Regions from separate parts of the Mus musculus genome. Here regions 2 and 3 are each linked to region 1. A link is a contact called in public Hi-C and HiCAR-type data. All regions are on one chromosome and are shown on one strand. The core of a region is the stretch at or near the end of the contact, and the rest is flanking DNA. Distances in the headings are between cores, read along the strand shown. Region 1 holds the start of Vdac2 (voltage-dependent anion channel 2). Region 2 overlaps Lrmda (leucine rich melanocyte differentiation associated). Region 3 overlaps Adk (adenosine kinase).

Evidence for each region. A called contact is a pair of places that touch in the nucleus more often than the background predicts. HiCAR-type assays count read pairs that join an accessible place to other places.
Region 2: a contact with region 1 is called in a HiCAR-type map of astrocytes, with 2.6 times the contacts expected there. The contact joins the enhancer-like site here to the promoter of Vdac2 in region 1. A contact is called at or near these places in 9 of 39 promoter capture datasets (the 3T3-L1 cell line, 3T3-L1-derived adipocytes, the C10 cell line and 5 more), 3 of 115 datasets of contacts at active chromatin or transcription factors (astrocytes, bone marrow-derived macrophages and stem cell-derived neural progenitor cells) and 2 of 9 other capture datasets (adipose tissue and liver).
Region 3: a Hi-C map of olfactory sensory neurons shows a contact between it and region 1, with 2.6 times the contacts expected there. The contact joins the enhancer-like site here to the promoter of Vdac2 in region 1. A contact is called at or near these places in 3 of 39 promoter capture datasets (embryonic stem cells, hippocampal neurons and maxillary cranial neural crest), 1 of 484 Hi-C or Micro-C datasets (olfactory sensory neurons) and 3 of 115 datasets of contacts at active chromatin or transcription factors (astrocytes, bone marrow-derived macrophages and trophoblast stem cells).

Annotation. Positions count from the first base shown.
Region 1 is chr14:21,830,260-21,832,839 of GRCm38.p6, reverse strand. It overlaps Vdac2 (voltage-dependent anion channel 2), which reads right to left and starts at 1,279. Exons shown (of 10, transcript NM_011695.2): 1 at 1,173-1,279; 2 at 931-989. The coding sequence starts at 964.
Region 2 is chr14:22,807,158-22,809,737 of GRCm38.p6, reverse strand. The region is part of intron 5 of Lrmda (leucine rich melanocyte differentiation associated); the gene reads right to left. Among named protein-coding and RNA genes, the nearest start is that of Gm30926, 7.1 kb to the right of the region's middle. Within about 2 kb of position 1,292, at least 77 of the 459 cell types and tissues checked have an H3K27ac peak or open chromatin away from gene starts, as enhancers often do. A contact at or near this core is called in 3T3-L1-derived adipocytes, the HPC-7 cell line, adipose tissue and 3 more, where this site is marked.
Region 3 is chr14:21,251,159-21,253,738 of GRCm38.p6, reverse strand. All of the region lies in intron 6 of Adk (adenosine kinase), which reads right to left. Among named protein-coding and RNA genes, the nearest start is that of Gm52152, 170 kb to the left of the region's middle. Within about 2 kb of position 1,293, at least 99 of the 459 cell types and tissues checked have an H3K27ac peak or open chromatin away from gene starts, as enhancers often do. A contact at or near this core is called in astrocytes, hippocampal neurons and olfactory sensory neurons, where this site is marked.

The DNA of each region.
Region 1 (2,580 bases), core at 30-2,529:
GACCTACTGCTAACATTTACATTCAAGCAGTTCAACCGGAGTGGGTTTTGATGCCACTAGAACTTCAATAAATGTTATTCTAAAGTAGCCACCCATAACAAAAACTTATTTCTAAATAGCTATGTGGTAATACAAACCTGGGACATTTCTACCAAGTTTTAAGAATGGGGGAAGCCTTTCTAATTCCTAAACATAAGTGTCTACTGCCTACACAGTTGCCAAAACTCAAGGTGACTGATTTAACGGAGATAAAAACCAAAATTTAAGCTTAGGCGTTCTCCCCTAACAAACCTTTGGGAAGGACTTCCAAAATCAAAACCAACACTCTGGGAACTGGCACAATTGAGACACGGGCAAAAAATACAACCATCTATGTCTACAGCAACTAAATATCAAATGGCACTTTAAACACATTACTACGGTCCCCCAAGTCCTCCGACAACGTGAGGCTTAAGGGCAAGGAATCCGAGCTCCAGGAGCAGCTCATTCATTCTCCAGTGCACATCCACGCCCTTAGGAACACGTGTAATGACCTTGTAGTGCACTCGACCTGTGCAGGCAGACAGCGAACTACTTCCTCTTGCAAAGTGACTGCTCTAACTCTCCGCCCCCCCCCCCCGAACCCCAAGATGGAATTCAACAACTAAGTGTTTTGCTTTCGGATTTGTAAGTAACATATCCAAAAGCCAAGGGTGGGTGCGGCCAAGGACCAACGCCCCAGGCGCGAGCCCCCCTATCTGCAACCCAACAGCCCAGCACCACGTCCGTCAACAGAGTGGCAGTGTAAGACTTAGGGGGCGCGCAAAGAAGCAAACTTTCCAAGTCTTTGCAGGCATCATGTGGGCCACGGCGGAACAAGGTATGGTTCTCTAAAGAGGAACAGCACAGCCCCCATGGCCCCATCGCGCAAACACCTCTTGTGCTACTTACGCCGTGGGCATACCGGTACACAGCACTCAGCCATGGCGAAGTCGCGGGGAAAAGGTGATCTGTGAAAGGGACAAGAAGTGCGGTCAGGGGACAGTCAAAGGGTCCCCTGGGGAGCTCGGACATTAGAGAAAGGGGCCGGGGCCGCTGCGGCCATCTTAGGGGACCAGGGCCGCCCTGAGTTCACTCAGGCTGCCGGCCCGCCCTAAGGCCCCAGAGTCGGCAAGAGGCGGGCACCATAGTACCTGCGGGTGTCCTGAGGGGCGCTGCCGCCACCGCTCGGCTCGCAGCTGAGGCCACTCCGCTATCTGAAAGTTGCGCTGCAGCCACCGCGGCTGGAGGGCGAAGTGAAGGAGACACCGTTGCGCCCCGCCGCAAGCCTGGCCTCCCCCAGCCAGGTCCCCGCCGCGGCCGCCCGGGCTGTCTACCGCGCCTGTCCTTGCCGCTCCGCCCGCTGCCCACTCCCACCTGCTCCGGAGTGACCACGTGGGTCGAGAGCACGGCGGTCTCCTTGGGTGAGCGGTCTCGGACCGTCCGGCGGGGACGGGGCGAGCAGGAGCTGCGGGGCCTCGGGTTAGGCAATGTCCAGGACAGCCCCAGAGGCGAGGACCTGGGAACGGCGGAGGCGGCGCAACGGCACCCGCGCGGTCAGGATGGGAGTGGCCACGCGAGTCGCGACGGGGCGGGGCGATGTGCCCCGCAGGGTCACGTGCACCCTCTCAGCCTCCTCCCTGAGTCCCAGCCTGGAGGTCTGAACTTAAGGTCCGGGTTGAGGGGGATGAAACACTCTCCCCAAGTGCAGCCTCCATGCTCTTCCCATCTCGGTTCACCGCCCACCGCCATGTCCTCCCCTGCTGGGACTAGGCTGGGCTCCAAAGGAACAAACTTGAGCCAGTCTCTGGGCATTTCTCTCGGAGCCTCAGGGTTGCGCTCCTGCAGCCTCCGTCTCACCCATATATGGTATGGGTTCACACACGCGCAGAAGCACATCCTGCTCTAGGAAGAGAAGCTTCCCCTGGTTGAGAGGCCTGGAGAGACAAGGGAATAACTGTAGGATTCATGCTGACCAGTCATTAGAATGCTGCTCTCAAGTTCTTTAGATATGCCAGAAGAGGGAGGGAGCAGCCAGTCCTGATGCCTATACCTGTAGTCCCAGATCTGGGCGGCAGAGAAATTACACCAGATTGAGGCTAAACTACAGAGTGAGGCAAAAGGTTAATAAAGATAAGAGACCGCTGGATAGTGGTGGTGCACACCTTTAATCCCAGCACTTGGGAGGCAGAGGCAGGTGGATTTCTGAATTCGAGGCCAGCCTGGTCTACAGAGAGAGTTCCAGGACAGCAAGGGCAATACAGAAAAACCCTGTCTTGAAATAATAATAATAGAGACCAGTTTGAGGCTAAACTACAGGGTGAGGCAAACAGGATAATAAAGATAGAATCGGAGGCTCAGTGAGTAAGAACCCTTATCTTGCTGTGCATGCAAGGGGACCTGAGCTCGGATCCCCAGCACCCAACACCCACATTAAAAGCCAGTAGTAGTTCCAGAAATAGAAACAAGAGGGTCACGGGGGCTCTGTCAACCTGGCCTGCAAACCGTGTTCTCTAAATTCTGTAAAAGGTGAAGAGCAGTAGACACTGTTCAAAACACACA
Region 2 (2,580 bases), core at 43-2,542, 980 kb before region 1:
TTAGGGGAATCAGAAGTTCCACACCATCATGGCCGCCTAGCAAGTCTGAGCACTGCCTAAGATACAGGACAGTCTGTCCCCAAACAAATAAACAAATAGACAAGTTAGAGGCTGAGTTCCTGGCCTACCCCAAAAGTCCTAGCTGAAGCAATAATCCTTAGAATGTTCTTTTAAAACAGAAATCTGACAAAGTTGCTTTTCTGCTTAAAACAGCATGTAAAGTTTGGCCTGAATTTCAAGCTTTGAACATGGCCAATAAGGCCCCAGGGCACAGCCTTTCCTTCTTTGCAGGCCTGACTCTTGCCTCTCCCCTTGTTTGGCAAGCAGGAACCTGTCTGGCAGCTTTTCTATTCCTTCAGGTGCTCAGTCCTGAGATCCGGAGATCTTCACCGAATAGAATAATCTTTCTCCTGACGCTTTCTCTCCAGCATGCTCTGCCTTAGTGATAGTCCCCTGCTATACTGCAAACTCCCCACACATTTTGTCACCACAACCCTGAATAGCTGACTCATAGTAATGTCTCAATAAATTCTTGTCACACGATAAAATACATTTATTTAATGCTAAACAAACACCATCCTTCAGTCTCCACGGGTTCAAAGCAACAAAGTAAAAAATAAGTTAAAAATAAAACAACAAAACAACGTAACAAAGTAGCAAAGCATTTGTATCAGCCTTCCCAGTCACTGCACACTGTTTTCTAAGGGAAATAACCCCTTTAGAGCCCTTGATGCTCACTGAGTGGAACACACAGGGTCCTGCAACCCCCATTCCTCATGGGCAGCCTCTTCTCAAGGAGGGCCCTGTTGATTCTTGCTGCATGCAAGGGCTTAAGTTACAGCACACACTTTGCCAAAAGGAGTCATCAGAGGTTGTTTAGAACAAAAGAAGACTTCCTTCCCGGGGTTCAGCCTGATCCACAAGTGATAGAAACAAAAGCAGAGCCCGTGGCTTCCAAGATGCATTCAGAGTCCTCAGGCTGGGCTGGGGCTCCAACAAGAGGCCACTGGGCCCCATGCTAAGTGAAGCAGCATACGGCTCACTTAATTGGGCTTGCCTTTTATTATACTTCTCTCTTGCTCCTGCAACCTGTGATTTTTTTGATGAATGCATCATAAAATGTTTAATCCAAATGAAGACCAAAGGAGTGCAGGGAAGCATCCATTAGTCACTGCCAGATCCTCCAACGACAGGAGACAGGGTCTTAAGGACTGCTATTAGGGACGGAGCCCGGTTGCAATGCAGCCCTCGTGCTGCGCGGCTCAGTCAGCAGAAGGGGGAGCTGTAGTGTAACCTATTTGAGATGTAAATCTAGAGCTGGCAGTGCTGCAGATTAGAGACTGTGGTCGCTGCTGTCGGCCGGTCTACAGCAATACTATATATCCTGTCCTGGTCGGTGCAGGTCATTAACAGGACGCGGAATGGTGTTAGTAAATGTGAACATTAAGAAACCCAGGTCAGCAAAGGACGGAAAGCATGGCAGCCACACTTCAAGGGGAATCAACCCCCCGGGAAGGGGAGATTGCATGGATACAGAAACAGGCAAGTGACAGTGTTAGCTTTGAGTGACAACAGACGAGCCACCACAAACGTGATAGGGTGGTATCTTGACATGAGAGAAATTAGACATGGAAGAGGGAAAATGAGAGAAACAGAATAGGGGACAAGGAGGAAAGGGAGGAAGGAGGGGAGAGGAGAAAGAGGGAAGGAAGAAGAGGGGGAGAGGATGGAGGAGGGAACAGAGTAGAGGTCTTCTGTCCATGCCTGCATACAGCAACAAGGAAGGTTTCACGAACACACAGTCCCAGGAGGGCTGGAGGGACATTGCCCCTCTTTGTGTGGACCTTGCATAAAAACGGGACAAAAGACTCAGAACAAGGCCCCTAGCTTCCCGGAGCCGAGCCATAGCTGCTGCTTGGGCTCTATTTTTTGACCAAGTCAGGTGTCCCTACTGCCAAAGAAGTTTTCCTTTTTCCCTGACTCCAGGCACTTCCTGTTTCCTTCAAGTGGAACTCCCCAAGACTCATCAAATCCACAATTTAATTACATCTCAGAGAGAGAGGGAGAGAGAGAGAGAGAGAGAGAGAGAGAGAGAGAGAGAGAGAGAGAGAGAGAGAGAGAGAGAGAGGAAGGAGAAGGAGGAGTGTAAACATGACTTCTTTTTATCTCCCGATACATCTGGACAAGTAGACAATGTGCTAAAACAAAATAAATCTGCCCTGACAGACACATCAAAGGGGCTTGCAGCTACTTACAGCCCAGGAATGCAGTTGCTAAGCATCGGCCAAAGACTTATCAGTCCTTGGAAGAAATGCTTTTTTCTCCCTTTGAGGGGGGCGATGAGGAAGGCTGGGGAGTGGGAACCAGCCTGCAAAAGGAGACTGGGGATTTGCAGGGATTTTGAAGCTTAAAATGAATTGTGTGAAGAAAAGGAGTTTTGTGGTGGTTTTCCTTTTGACGTACGGCCTATATTTTTATAAAGGTTGCCCATGGAAAAGCCCTCCAGAAAGGGCTCTTTAGGATTTTAATAGAAAGAAGATTGTGAAAAAAAAAATATAAAAAACACTATATACAAAGTTC
Region 3 (2,580 bases), core at 44-2,543, 580 kb after region 1:
TGTTTTATCATTTTAATTACAAACTCTTTAAAAAACTCCCTAAAGTGTACCAATTGGGGTGGTCTAAATTAACAATATCTTGGTAGCCCAAGGGTAGCAAAAATAGATTGAACTACCAAATTTCATCATCCTTATAGCAGCTGTCTTCCTGCCTCTAGGAAGCTGAGTATTTAACAAAGCAGACAGCTTGGCACTGGCGTCTGATTAGCAGCGTGTGCATTGTCAGACAGAATGTGCTTGGCTCTTCTGTTCCAGGGTTGGATTAGAAGCCTGCAGAGCACTGGGACTTTATTCTTCAGGCTTCTCAGAAGTAAATAAGTTCTGCGTCGTCTTCCTCTGTTGCTACACCTGGCAAACTGATTAGGTGCCTTCTTAGTAATGTGCGCTATCAAATGCTAGACAATTTAAATAAAGGCTTTCAAGGATAGTATCACAAAGGATGAAATTTGTCAATTTAAAAATTACTATGGTTAAGCATAATATGTATAAAAATTATTTCTCGAAATAAAGTGCTTTGAATTATGTTGAACCTAAATATTAAAATATTGCTTGTGGGGGAGGAAGGGTGGTCATTTTAGAGTATATAAAAATAAAATTATATTCTTAAAATATTAAATATAAAAGATTTTTTTCCCTGAACTCACATGAAGCATGCTAGAAATAAAACACTGCTTTACAAGAATAATATTATTTTGCTGCAGGGTACAAAACATTAAATTATAAAAGGGTGACTCTCATTACCTTTTCACCAGAAATTTCTTTGAAAATTTATTACAAATGATTGTGCTTATTGGCAGAGTTCAAAATCAGCAGAGTCCACGCAAACAATCTACTTCAGTGCGAGGTACATTCTTTTACTCTATCGGATCCGTCGGAGGTAATCAGACTGGATGTTTTATTCAACAGGGCTGAAGAAAATTGTTCTACAATAGGTTAATTCAAAATGGCAGCATAGAAAATGCATCTGTCAGTGGGGATCAAATTACAGGGCAAGCTCCTCTCAATGCTTAGAAAAACAAGTCTGCAGTTCTACAGATTATGTGCCTGTGTGTGTTTAAAGGGGTGGGAAAGGAGCTAAATATCCGAGCTAACCTCCAATTAAAGTCAATCATAAAAACAGCCAATTTAATGAGTGCAGATTTCTTTGGGTAATTATAACACCAACCACTTTTTTCTCTTTTAGATCTGTAATTCTGCCTTCTTGTTATTGCTTGCTTTGTCACTAATCGCCTCAGGACCTTGATTTCCTAGCAACAGACTGCCACCAAACACTTGGCTCCTGTTCAACATTTTCTTTGTGAAAAATGGCACTGCTGTTGCCGCCTGGGCTGCTGCAGCTAGACTGGCTGTGTAAGTGCTCTAATAATGTATTCCACTGGAAAAAAAAATCACATGATACAGGGTGCGAGGACTGAGCTCAGTTAATTACTGAGCTGGGAAGTTTATCTACAATCTAAAAGCTGTGCTGGGGGAGGGGGCTACAGGATTAAAAAAATGCATTCCTTCCATTATTAATAATTTGAAGGTAAGAATTTGCAAAGAAATATTCTATTTTGAGGTATATAAGTTTATTAAGGATTAGATACAAAAGGCCAATGTCCTTAAAATGTTGCTTGATGATTTCTTTCTCTACAACATGGCCCCAAACACACAAAAGAATCACAGAACAGTTTGCTGCAATTTAAGAGAGCAAATTAACCTATGTATCTGTCAGCTGTGTCTTTCCTACTTAAGGCAAAATCATTTGTATATGTAAATATGCTGTATGGGATGGTAAGAGGTTTTCATTCACAGCGTGAACAGTACATACTGAGAAAACTGAACATTCAAAATATTGTGTTTTGGTATATTGTACACTTAAGTAAATATTTAATAACCCATGATAAGAGTAAAGATGCTTATCATTACTTGTGAAACGATTCAATTGGGACTGAAGAAAATCAGACCTTGTGATTAGAAACCCTGTGATAAGGTAACATAATGTGATTTTTTTTTTTAACTGGGTAGATTTATTAAGATTTTTCATGTCTTCGAAATACTGCCACCCCTGGTAATGATAGTTATGGAAATTAACATGGCATGTCAGCTATGGTTCACTGAAGCCTGGCTCTAACTCTCAGAAATGCGGCTTTATAAGACTGGCATGTTTCAGGACTGCTGTCACGATATGATAATTTAATATACCCAAGAGTGCACTAAGTATTATGGAAGCATCTGTGAAACTAATAAGCCAGTGGCCATACTGATTCTCACCAGTGTCTACAGACTGTGTAACAAACTTACTACAAAGTAGTCGCAATTCAGCTCAGCTGAGGGAGGGAAAAGGCTAGAGGGTACCTTAAAACCATCACGATCACTAACCTTGACAGATGAAATAAAATGAAATTACAGAAGCTCTTTAGCAGAGCACTAAGCATTAAAAAGCCACTGATTATATCCAAGAGTAAAAATATGTACATGCCTTTAAAAAGTGAATAAATAAGGCATTTGACTTTAAAGAATCTGCTTATTGTTGATAATAAGCCACATTGTTTCAACTGAGTCTGAGCCAATAGTATATTTTTACAAAATATAATTCTT